Regions from separate parts of the Mus musculus genome. Here region 2 is linked to region 1. Evidence: chromatin contacts called from public HiCAR-type data. All regions are on one chromosome and are shown on one strand. The core of a region is the stretch at or near the end of the contact, and the rest is flanking DNA. Distances in the headings are between cores, read along the strand shown.

The links. HiCAR-type assays count read pairs that join an accessible place to other places.
Region 2: a contact with region 1 is called in a HiCAR-type map of fibro-adipogenic progenitors, with 11 times the contacts expected there. The contact joins two enhancer-like sites. A contact is called at or near these places in 1 of 484 Hi-C or Micro-C datasets (bone marrow-derived macrophages), 1 of 115 datasets of contacts at active chromatin or transcription factors (fibro-adipogenic progenitors) and 1 of 9 other capture datasets (embryonic stem cells).

What each region holds. Positions count from the first base shown.
Region 1 is chr9:61,160,360-61,165,906 of GRCm38.p6, forward strand. No RefSeq gene overlaps it. Among named protein-coding and RNA genes, the nearest start is that of I730028E13Rik, 25 kb to the left of the region's middle. Within about 2 kb of position 4,267, at least 53 of the 459 cell types and tissues checked have an H3K27ac peak or open chromatin away from gene starts, as enhancers often do. A contact at or near this core is called in fibro-adipogenic progenitors, where this site is marked.
Region 2 is chr9:61,807,111-61,812,999 of GRCm38.p6, forward strand. All of the region lies in intron 3 of Gm34828 (a long non-coding RNA gene), which reads right to left. Among named protein-coding and RNA genes, the nearest start is that of Gm34828, 12 kb to the right of the region's middle. Within about 2 kb of position 3,546, at least 17 of the 459 cell types and tissues checked have an H3K27ac peak or open chromatin away from gene starts, as enhancers often do. A contact at or near this core is called in fibro-adipogenic progenitors, where this site is marked.

The DNA.
Region 1 (5,547 bases), core at 3,017-5,516:
AGGATGCCCGAAGTTGTCCTTCAGCATCCAGGTGCATACACACCGGTGTGCCAACCATATCCACACACTCATGCATTAAATATAAATTAATTTAAAAAGGACTCCTGATTGAAGCCTATGCAATCCCAATGCCACATTTAACTCAGCCTTGTTGACTGGATCCATCATGGGCCACAGCCAGGCCAATCACAAGTATTTTGTCCTTCTGCTCTGAGTTGGTTAAAATGACAGGGCTTCTATTCTATGTTATAGAAGCAATCTGAAAGGGTAGCCTGTGCTCGACCTCCTGTGTTACAGCTTCAGTTCCTTGAGTCAGCAATCCTAGGCAGCTTACTCCTATTGGATATAATGGCAGGGCATAACCATTTTGGATGTTATTCCTGGGATCTGTAACCAAGAGCCGCAAGCCAAGAGTATGTCCCACTCAACTTTGTGTCTCAAGCACCTGCAGTAGAACAGACTTCTTAAATAGATGTTTAAACTTCCTTAGAAGGGGTAGAAGGGGGAGACAGAGCTGGGGTAGGTGGGGAACAGGCTGTGTTGAATATCTTCCAGGCCCGAAGGCCGTGCACTAGATATAACTTATTCAGTGAAATCTTCCTTCCCTACATTGTGGTATCAGGACAGTTGTCTTGGTTGGGATGGTGGGTAAAATTAGGCAGAGGGAGAGGCTGATGGGATGAGCTTGCAGGCTCTGACACTTTAGAGGTGACCTGTTTCCCAGTGCCAGGTCCTCTGGGGGAAGCCTGTACCAGTTATTGGAAGGAAGAGGTCTACAACCAGACTTCTCAGCCTTCATAGTCCCTGGCCACCCCAAACCCCAGCACACACAGGCTCCTAAATTTCTCACCTTACATTTCAGGTGCTCAGTGGCACTAAGGTCAGGTCAACGTGAACCTTTGCTGGGTGGAGCTGTGGACTTTGGAATCCAGAATGGCATGGTAGAGCATGCTGGGGGCCCAAAAGTTGCTATGAGCTCAGGACCTGCATCTTCACTGAAACTTACATGATCCTGAGTGAGGGACCTCAGAGATCATTTTACCAATGGAACAAAAAAAATAGTATGCTTGCTATCATGACTCCCATGTTGCTAACCATTGAGGAATGTCTTTCCTGTGGCCTAGATCACACCTCTACCCCTTCCTACATAGCCCCGGGGCAGCTTCTGTGGCAGGGACCTGACCGACATGAACCATGTCACTTGCCCAAATGCCTGGAACAAGACCCTTCCTTATTTTTGCATCTGTGAAAATGGAGGTCTAGAGAGGTAAAAAGACTCACCCAAGGTCACTCCGTTCAGCTAGGAACTGAGCCAGAGCTTTTGATACCACTGAGTTTGCCATCCTTTCCTCCAGATGTGCTGACTGGGTCACATTAGTGCATGGCAAGATGCCAAGCCAAGCTGTATGAACACTTAACTGGGAAACAAATCAATCATATCGATAGAACTTGACACGATGGGGAGGGAAAAAAAAGCCACTGAGATATAATGTTATGTGTTATGTGTGGCCTCAAGAAGATTAATTAACCTCTTTGTCTCCTTATCTGACACTTGTACATGCTGCGCTCTCTCTCTCTCTCTCTCTCTCTCTCTCTCTCTCTCTCTCTCTCTCTGTGTGTGTGTGTGTGTGTGTGTGTGTGTGTGTGCAAGAAGTCAGTGTGGGGTGCCTTTCATTGATCTCTCTCTCCCTTTATCCTTTGAAACAGGATCTCTCACTGAACCTGAATTTCATCAATTCAACCAGGCTGCTGGTCAGTGGGCTTCAGGGCTGTGCCTGTCGGCTTCTCTAGCACCCAGATCATAGACAAACACTGCCAAGTGTGGTACTTTACATGGTTTCTGGTTTCTGGGGATCTCACCCTTTCACCAACTCAGCCATCTCTCCAGGCCCATCTAAGACACCTTTGAAGTCTAATAGCCCATGAGTTTGTGTACCCATTATGGTACTAGAAAAAAAAAATCAAGCTATAAAGAAATAGAAGAAACAGCTATTCAATGAGGAGCAACAAAAATATTCAGTGCAGTCCTTAATTTATATAATTACAGGCCAAGTGCTGCTTCTGCGAAGGCCCGCCTGCTGGGCACAACGGGAGAGGGGAGGCCTCCCAGAAGGCAACACTAAATCTGTCTTAAAGGATGCAGGCTGGAGAGAATGTCACTGCAGTGCAAACAAGAGAAAGCAAAGAAGAAAACAGTGAGAGGTAGGGCTGTGTCTAGGGGCAGACCAGCCTGGCTGGAGAAAAGTTCCAGATGAGCTATGGAGGAAGCAAGAGATCAGCTTGAGGGCTCATCTGGCCATTGAATGACAGAGGTTATGCTCTACAGAACGTCCCAGCAAACCTCTTGCTGCTGGCAGCTCTCTCCACACTCAAGAGTTCTGAGGCAGAGATGTGGTAGGCAGAGGCCAATGCTTTGAAATGCTCTCATTTCTTCAATCCAGTTTTCTCTTCTTGGAGAGTCTCAGGGTTTGGGGCAAGGAAAGAGTCTATGAATGAGGGCCTGCATTCACTCACACAACTCAAAAGCCTTTGTAGCCTTTGAACCACAACGGGATGCGGGGGACGGGATGCGGAGGACAGGGGGGTGCGGGGGGCAGGCTCCCAGTGATCTCGTGGAGAGTTCCTGACTCAAGCCTGAGCCAAATGGTACCCAAGCAGCTCCTAACTTAGCCTTGCCACTTTAGGCCTAACGGATGAGACCTCTGCGCTGCTGGCACCTGCAACCTGATGGGTTGATGCTCATTGGCTCAGACTTGATCACGTGCCCATCTTTAAACCAATTACCAAGGCCTGAGGCTACACAAAATACTCCTAATTGGCCAAGCCTAATAGACTATGCGCCCATCTTTAAAAGTAGAGAATGGGTCTTACCCTGAAAGAAACCATGGAAACACACACAAGCTAGGGATGCCAGTTACTAGAGAAAAGACCCGGATGCTCAGGCACTTGCACCTGGCCCCCATTAGCAGATAAGGAAGAAGGTTCACACTGGTTAACATCTTCTCTAAGATTTCACTGGCATTGCAATAGGAAACTGTCTTCAAGGAGGGTACAATGGGTGATCTTAATCTCACCGCCATGGAATTTAGAGTCACCATGGAAACAAACCTCTGGGAATAGCTGTCAGGGAGTTTCTAGATTCTAGGAAAAGCCACTCTGAATGTGGGCAGCACCATTCCTGTGTGCTGGGACCCTGCACTGAATTAAAAGTAGAAAATGAGCGGAATGCCCGCATTCAGCTTCCGTGGTTTCCCTTGTGGTTGCTATGTGGCCTCCTGCCTCCAGCACCCAGGGCCATGCCTCCGCATCCAGGACGGACTGTATGAACTGTGAGCCCCAGCAACCCTTGCCTTCCTTAAGCGGCTCTTGTAGAGTATTGGTCACAGCCACATGGAAAGTAACAAGCCATGGGCCCGGCTTCCTCGATTTGTGTTGGACATTGTGAAACTCCGAAGCTAAGCCGCTGAAGGCACCCTTCCCCCTCCCAAGAGCTCTTAAGCCTGAGGTGCAGAGGACAGGACAGACAGCCTCAGGGAAGTTCTCATCTTTCTTCAATTAATACTTCTTGGAGAGTCTCGGCAGCGGGGCAGGAATTTGTTAAATTACATAAACATCATTGTGACCCGTAAAATTCAATGAATCTCGGCCTGTTTACCCGCGGCTGGCTTTAATGTTTGCACAGTGTAATTTAATGTGTCAATTTGCTCTCAAATAAAAAACATCTGGCCCTCTGACATGCCAAAGAAACTGGAGAGCTGATGTTCAAAATCGGTGCTGAGCTCCAATCCGGGACGACGCAACGGAGAGGGAGGGAAGGCACGAGGCTGAGGAAGGGAGGCCTGTGTCAGTCCCATCTACTTCTGGCCTCATGACAAACCCCTGTTTGCAAGTCTGGAAGACGCAGTAGATTTCATCCTAATTAGAATTAAGAAAAGCCAGGAAGAACACATACCATCTTTAACTGGCACCCGTTGTGCAATTAAATTTCCTGCGGCTGTCCCTGCCAATATTGACGTTCATATGATTGGATTTTTAACAATCTTATTATTTTGTAATTGAGAGGAGCAGGGAGAAATGACACTTCTCTGTGGCGATGAGCTTCATAGCTGGAGCACTGCTCCCTGCACTGGGGTTGTCTGCCTGGCCTGAGCTCCCTTCCCTGTGGATTCCCAGGTTGGAGCCGGAGGAAGGGATGGGAGCCAGTGCTTTCCCAGTGAGGTCATACCTTCCACACAACTTGGTTCTCCTCCACCGGATCCCCACACGGCTCAGGCTACAGGCAGAGGCAGGCTTGGCAAGGCAGGGTTGGGTTGGAGGCCTGGCCTACATAGAGCAGCTTAGGAAACTTGGTCTTCTTCTGAGTGACAGGTGAAGGCCAAGACCTTGGATGGGGACTACAGGACTCTGTGGATGAGTTCTTCCCTGGGACACGAAACTAGAGGGACACCTTGTCTGCTTCCATTTTCCGCCGTGCCCTTTCTTTCCCAGGATCTCAGGGTAGGTCTGGCCGAGGAGACTCAGGATGGTTTCCACTCCCCTATTTCTCACCCCTATAAACACTTGAGACATCCTGACGAAAAAGGGCCCGGCATGGAGCCTTGGCAGACACCCTACTGGAAAGAGCCCGAGTCTGCTCTGCCTGTGGAAGGCTGAGGTCACCACAAGTTCAGCCTTGCCTGAGCTGAGCAGAAGGCAGAGAGAGAGTCCTCCTTAAGGGAGTCCTCAAGAACTGCTTGGGCTAAGCAGCAGGCTGACGTTTCCCTCTGAGCTGTCAGAAGGGATTAGGCAGGCTGCTCTGTCAACACTGCTGATCCTCCTGCCCCCTCCAGGACAGCCAAGCCTCTTCCTTCAGATCCTTGGGAGCCTGGGCTTGTACCAGTCAAGTCCTTGACATTTCAGCATGGCTGGGGGAGCCCTGTGTTTGCCGCAATTGAGCCCTGGGTAATTACACATTTTCCTAAGTGGTTGCTGTTTTCCAAACCCAAAACGATTTTTGGGAGGAGGGTAAGAAAATGAGCTGTCTGTCTAGCATGTGAGAAACGGAAGACTGATGGGGAGGCTGAGAGGAGAGAGATAGAGCGAGTCAGAGAGAGACAGAGACAGACAGACAGACAGACAGAGACAGACAGAGAGGTCTCATGTGCACACATTGGAGATAAGGATCTAACAACAGTTGTCTTTCTTAGTCACTCACTCTACGTTGTACTTTAAATTATTTTATTTTAATATCATTTTGGTGTCCTTTTGTTTTTGTTGTTTGTTTGTTTGTTTGTTTCTTTTTGAGACATCATTTCTCTTATAGCTTTGGCTTGTTGGAACATGCTATACAGACCAGACTGGCTTTGAACTCATAGAGATCCACTTGCCTCTGCCTCCCACATGCTAGGATCAAACACAAGTACCACCACAGCTGACTTCCACCTTCGTTTTTGAGACAGGGTCTCTCTGAACTGGAAGCTAGTGGACTTGGATGAACCAGCTGGCCAGCAAACCTCAGGGATGCCCCTGCCTCAGTTTCCCCGGTACTGGGATAACTGACATGCCATC
Region 2 (5,889 bases), core at 2,296-4,795, 650 kb after region 1:
TAGGCTGGGCTATGTCCCGAGCCTTCCCAGATATCCCTTCTTATACAATCAACCTCTGGAGGGGACAGGACCCCATTTCCACACATGGCCTCACAAATGGGGTACCCATATAGGAAATACTTCTATCTTTGGGCCGATTCAGCTAAGCAGGCCCCAACCAAGTCTATGAAGAAATCAGCAGCAGCTCTGAAGAATGGCTTGGGGACAAGAAAGAGGCTAACAGCTATGAGAACCAAACAGGCAGATACCTGCTTGGATGTCCTCACATCACCAGGGGTGAGGGGAAGGCTGAGTGGGGTGGAGGAGGGGCCGTCTTCAGTCTGCATAAACATGGCCCTGTACCAACATCCTCTTGCCTTCAATCCTGACACAGGAACATATCTCCATCCTTTGCCATATGTGAGCACAAAGGAGCTTCCCCTCCCTCCTTGCCAAAACGCCATGTTTCAGAGCCAAAGCTTGTGGTCAGGCATTCACATACACGCACACATACCCTCAAAACTGCTCAAGGGTGGCCTCCCTTTGTGCTCCAGGGTCAACAGAGCACTCAGCTTCCAGAGGAGGGATAGTATCTAAAACTTGCATGGTACCTCATTCTCTGAATTCCTGAACTCACCTCTGTCTGGGAGTGGCAGGAGCCTTGAGTGGCAAAGACTCGAGGGTTAGGACATTAGGACATGGCTAAAGTCATTGGGTACTGTCTCCGGTGTTCCAGCTCAAATCTGGTATCTAGGACTGGTGATTGTGGCACCAGAAGCCCAAGCCTTGTGCCTTCCCCAGTCTACAAATAGTCTGTGTACCACACACCCCATCAAGTACAAAGAGGGACTCTACAGTGTTCCATGAAGAACCAAGACACAGCCTGTTCCCCCACCAACCTGCCACATGCCCTCCCACAAACCCAGCCTTGTCCACGTACAGGGGTCAAGCTCACCCAGGCCCATCCTTGGTGGCCCAGAAGAAGAAGCAAAACCAAGGACAGACTTCTATAAATAGGTACATCGTTCTGGGAAGGTCACCACTCAGAGCCACGAGAGCCCAAAATTCTCTAGAGACAAACATGGGACATGAGCTGAGACGCAGCCACCTCGCTTCTTGAGGCCAGGCCGGGCGGTGGCCACAGCTGGCTGGTCAGCTGCTGAATGGCCTTCGGGCTGCAGAAATACTTGCACACTGCGTTTTCTTTTCAAGGGGGCTGCCAGTGTGGACACAGAGGAAAAACGGGGAGCTGGAGGCCCAAGAGACATGGAAGGGAAACCTTCTCCCAACTCTGACCCTGAGTTCCTCAGTCTAACTAAACAACCTGCCAGTTGGATCTCAGCAGGGGGAGGCTTTCCCTCCCTGCTTCTCCGATGGACATCTGGCAACCACTCTAACATTCTGGGTAGAAAACGCAGAGGGGTGAAGGCAGGTTGCTAGATGTGCTCAGATGTACCACAAGGAATCCTGAAGCCGACTGTTGGCACCCGCTAGGTAGGAGTCCCTGTTAGCCCTTCTCTCCTGGGCCCTCCACCTACAACCCCACCTCCTTCCTTCCTTTCCAAGGGCCCCTGACAAGGCAGCCACAGCACACAAGCACTCCTAGCTACGCAAATAGCAACTCCTTCTTTTCTGGTGTTTGCTTAGCCAATATTGACTCTGCGGCCTAACACTGGTGCTATTGAGCTGGGTTCTTCTCGATATTGTTTGAGCAGCATTAGCAGAGCCTGTGATAACCAACAGCAGGGCAGGAAGCCACCCTGCCTCCCCCACCCTTGCTCCCCAACAACCCCCCCCCCACACACACACACAACCCCTCCCTGTGAGAGGCTCCTGTAAAGACAGAGGAACCTAAGGCTGGCTCCTCCACTGAGCAAACACAAGAGGGGAGAGAGGGAGCATGCTCTCTGGCTCAGTCAACACTCCAGAGGAGTCACAGCGACTGGAAAGGTTACTAGGGGAGGTTGCCCTTTAGGGGTGGGGTCAGTAAAAAGGGAAGGTAAAGAAGTCTGGGGCTATTAGCCAAACCCTGTAGTTGGCATCTATGGGAAAGGCCTGTGGGGACTGGTACTCACGGGCCCCGGGTGACTAAGCAGAGAATCGATGAATCCCCTCATCAGCCGAGCATGACAGATGAAGGCCTACTGGACGTCAATCACCGTAGCTTAGTGGGAGGGGCCTGCAGACAAGCCCTTGCACCTACCATGTTTTAATGACATAGATTTAGAAAAAAAATTCCTCGCTGTGGGCTTTTGTGGGCTTGCTTTGATGCTGCTATGAGTTCATATTTAAGAGTAACTCTCTCCTCTGGAAAGAATGGTTTTGGCAGCCCTAATGATATGCCACCATTAGATGTTCTCAATGGTCATCCCAGGAGACGGGCCATGGTGACCTCCATTCATATTTGGGTATAGGGATAGGTGTCAGGATCATTCTGGGGGCCTACCCAAAGCAGGGGTGGTCGGGGAAAAGCCACAGTGGTCGTCAGCCTTTGGGGGTGCCCTGGGTGATATAGAGGAAGGATGCATATCAGCCGGAAATGTGGCTCAGCCGGCAGATTACTTGCTCAACACCACATAAACTAATATGACGGAGACCGTCTGTAATCCTGGCACTCCAGAGATGCAGGCAGGAAAATCAGGAGCTCAGAGTCATCTTTGACTACATGGTGAGTTCAAGGCCAATGTGGGACACATGAGACCCTGTCTCAGAAAAAAGATGGGGGTGGGGGGGACACATTCAGTGTCACATACATAGCTTCCAATCTCAATGGAGAGCAGAGAAGCTCATGAAGCCAGTATGGGATGAAGGCTCAAGGCGGCGTTAATAAGTGCTTAAAGATGACTACCTCACAAGGTTGTGCCCAACTTCCCACACCACAACCAGCCATTCCTGAGACTAGACAGCCACAGGATATCCAGGGGCAAGGCACCCACATAGGGTGGCTTTTCATTGCCCACAAGTAAAGCAAATTCAGACTTAGCACTTTTGGAACAGGATCCATGGCCTAACTCTAGGTCAGTATTAAAGCGGTTGCCAGCATCATCAAGGGGACATTCTAGAAATTAGCTTCAGCCTGCCCCAATGGTCTGGGAGCACCAAAATGGTCATTTGCAAAAATTGGCCATTAGCATATTTTACTAACTGTTCTCTCTGAAGACTTGGTAAATGAGGGAGAAATGCCTCACAAATCAGCTGTTATGTAGGCCCCTGTGACAACCTGGACTACAAATCAGCTGTCACGTAGGCCCCTGTGACAACTTGGACTCCAAGCTTGGGAAGTTCTTTTTTGTTAAAAATACAGAGAGGGCATCTTCTGCGAGCCTGTGACTATTTCATCCAATGGCAAAGCCATCTGGGTTCCTTATCTTCTGACACTGTAGCAAACATGCCCACCTCGTCAGTGCTCTCTTCTCTGAGGAACACCCTCTCGTCTACATCGTCCCTTTGGCCACAACCCATTCTTGGCTATAACTGATGAAACAGAGATGCTGTTCTGACTCAGCCTTGAGAATTCTGCCAAAGCCAATGTGGTAAGGGATTACTCCTGGGGTTATACGTGAAGAGGTTGTGGAACCTTCAGGAAATGCTGAAGGGACTCTGGCCAGCTCAGTCTGGCAAACATGACTCTGGCAGGCCTTGCCCTTCTCCCTTATTCTCTCTGCCTTGCTAAAAAAAAAAAAATCACAGTAGATTACAATCCTAAAGCTAGCCACCATGGTCTATTCCCTTACTTGGCTTCTTCCTCCTTCTATGGCTGTTTACCAAGGTCCAGCTCTCAAAGTATTGAGATGCAGCAATCAAAAGCCCCTTTGGCTCACCTACTTAGCATGCCCAATCAAAATTAAATGCCTCATCCTAACACAGGGTTTCCCCTTTTACCTTTATAAACCACCACATGCCTGTGTGTCACATCTGTCTCCTCTCTACCCAGAGGCAATCTGGGACAAATAGCCCTGTCCTCTTTCCCCTGTTCCCTTCCTCTTCTCCCTCATCCCCTGGCTACTGTCCCTTATCCCTGCCTTCTGTCTCTCTGGGGGCAAATAAATCTCTTTTGTGCTGAGAACTTGGTCTTGTGGGTCCTGAGCCGATCTCTTACAAGTGCAGCCTATCTGGGGGTCTTTAGGTCCTTTGGATACACGCTCTTGAAGGGAATTGTGGAGCTCTGCCCCTTCCACTTTCCCTTCCCAGCACCCTGACCATGTGACAAATAGTTCTGATGTCCTCTGCCCTGCCTACCATGGCATGCTACCTCAGCACGGCCCCCAAAGCTTAGAGGATAAGCAGGAAGCAGAATTGAAGCCTCCAAAGCTGAGAGTGGAAGCCAACCTCTCTTCTTCATAAGCCGACGGCCTGTGGTATTAATACAGCAACAGAAATTGACTGACACAGACCTGAACTGAGGAAAGGCACCTCATTGGTTAATCAGGGGCCAATCAGATTCTTTTTCTAGGAACTCGAAAGCATCATCCAAGTATCATGTCCTGGTTGAACTGAATACTTTTAGACCTAGGGAAGGTGGGACAAAGAAAGCCAATCTGCAAAGGAAAAAAGCCGAACAAACCAAAATGAGCTTAGCTAGAGATCCAGAGGAGAGTCAGGGGACAGGCCTAGTGTCTATGAGGGCTTCTAATGGGGCATCTCTCCAAGACTGGCTGTCATCCCACCTCTGAGTGCAATGAGATTCACTAAACTAACAAAGTCACAATAATATAAAGCTAAGTTTAGAGAGAGGCTGGGAATATGGCTCAGTTGGTAGCGAACTTGCGTAGCATGCTTAAAGTCCTGAATTCTATCCCCAGCACCACATAAACCTGGCGTGATGGTATACACCTGTAATCCGGGACTCAGGATGTAGACGCAGGAAGATCAGAAGTGCAAGGTCATCCTCAGCTACATAGTGAGTTCGAGGCTACATAAGACCTGTCTAGAAAGGGATTAGAAGCTGAGCAAAGTTTATACCAATTCTGTTTCTTAAAAACTAATGGTTTTGGAGCAACACATCTAGTGGGACTTCACCTATTTCCAGATTTTGCTTAGCAATACTGTGTTGCACACTCTTCTTACATAGCTGGGATCTCATTTGGGGCCTTCATCCCCTGTCAGCTCTCTTCCATAGGTAAGCTGTCTTTTTGTTTTGTTTTGTTTTGTTTTGTTTTGTTTTGTTTTGTTTTGTTTTGTTTTGAGACAGGGTTTCTCTGTGTCACCCTGACTGTCCTGGAACTCACTTTGTAGACCAGGCTGGCCTCGAACTCAGAAATCCGCCTGCCTCTGCCTCCCAAGTGCTGGGATTAAAGGCGTGCACCACCACTGCCCAGCAAGTAAGCTGTCTTTGCTGTGGTGTCTCACACAATAGTAGCCGAGGCCGTCCATTAGTAAATGCACTGTGTAACCTAGACACCGTGTTCCACTTAGCAGTTTATTTGCTCAGCCTTCTTCAGTGAGGGCTGTTAGCCTATCGGTCAATAATTAGTCATTCCACAAACATTCATTAAACTATAACCCAACCCCAGCATAGATACATTAAGAAAATAAAGCTTTGGGGCACTGGAGAGGTGGCTCAGCATTTAAAACCACATATTGCTTCTGGAGACTATCCGAGTTTGGTTTCCTATGCCCGTATCAGGTGGCCCACACCCATTTGTAACTCTTACTCCAGGGAATCCCAAGACCCCATTTGGCCTCTGCGTGCGCGCGCACTCACACACACTCACACACACACACACACACACACACACACACACAAATACATGTGAGCACATGCACATTATAAATAAAATGAAAATAAATCTTTTTAACATTTGTAAAGGAAGGAAAAGGAGGCTTTGAGAGACTTCTGAGCAAGCATGAGCATCCTTTTCTTTTTTTTCTGGCAGCATCAAGGAGTAATTCTGATATGCCTTCAGCCCA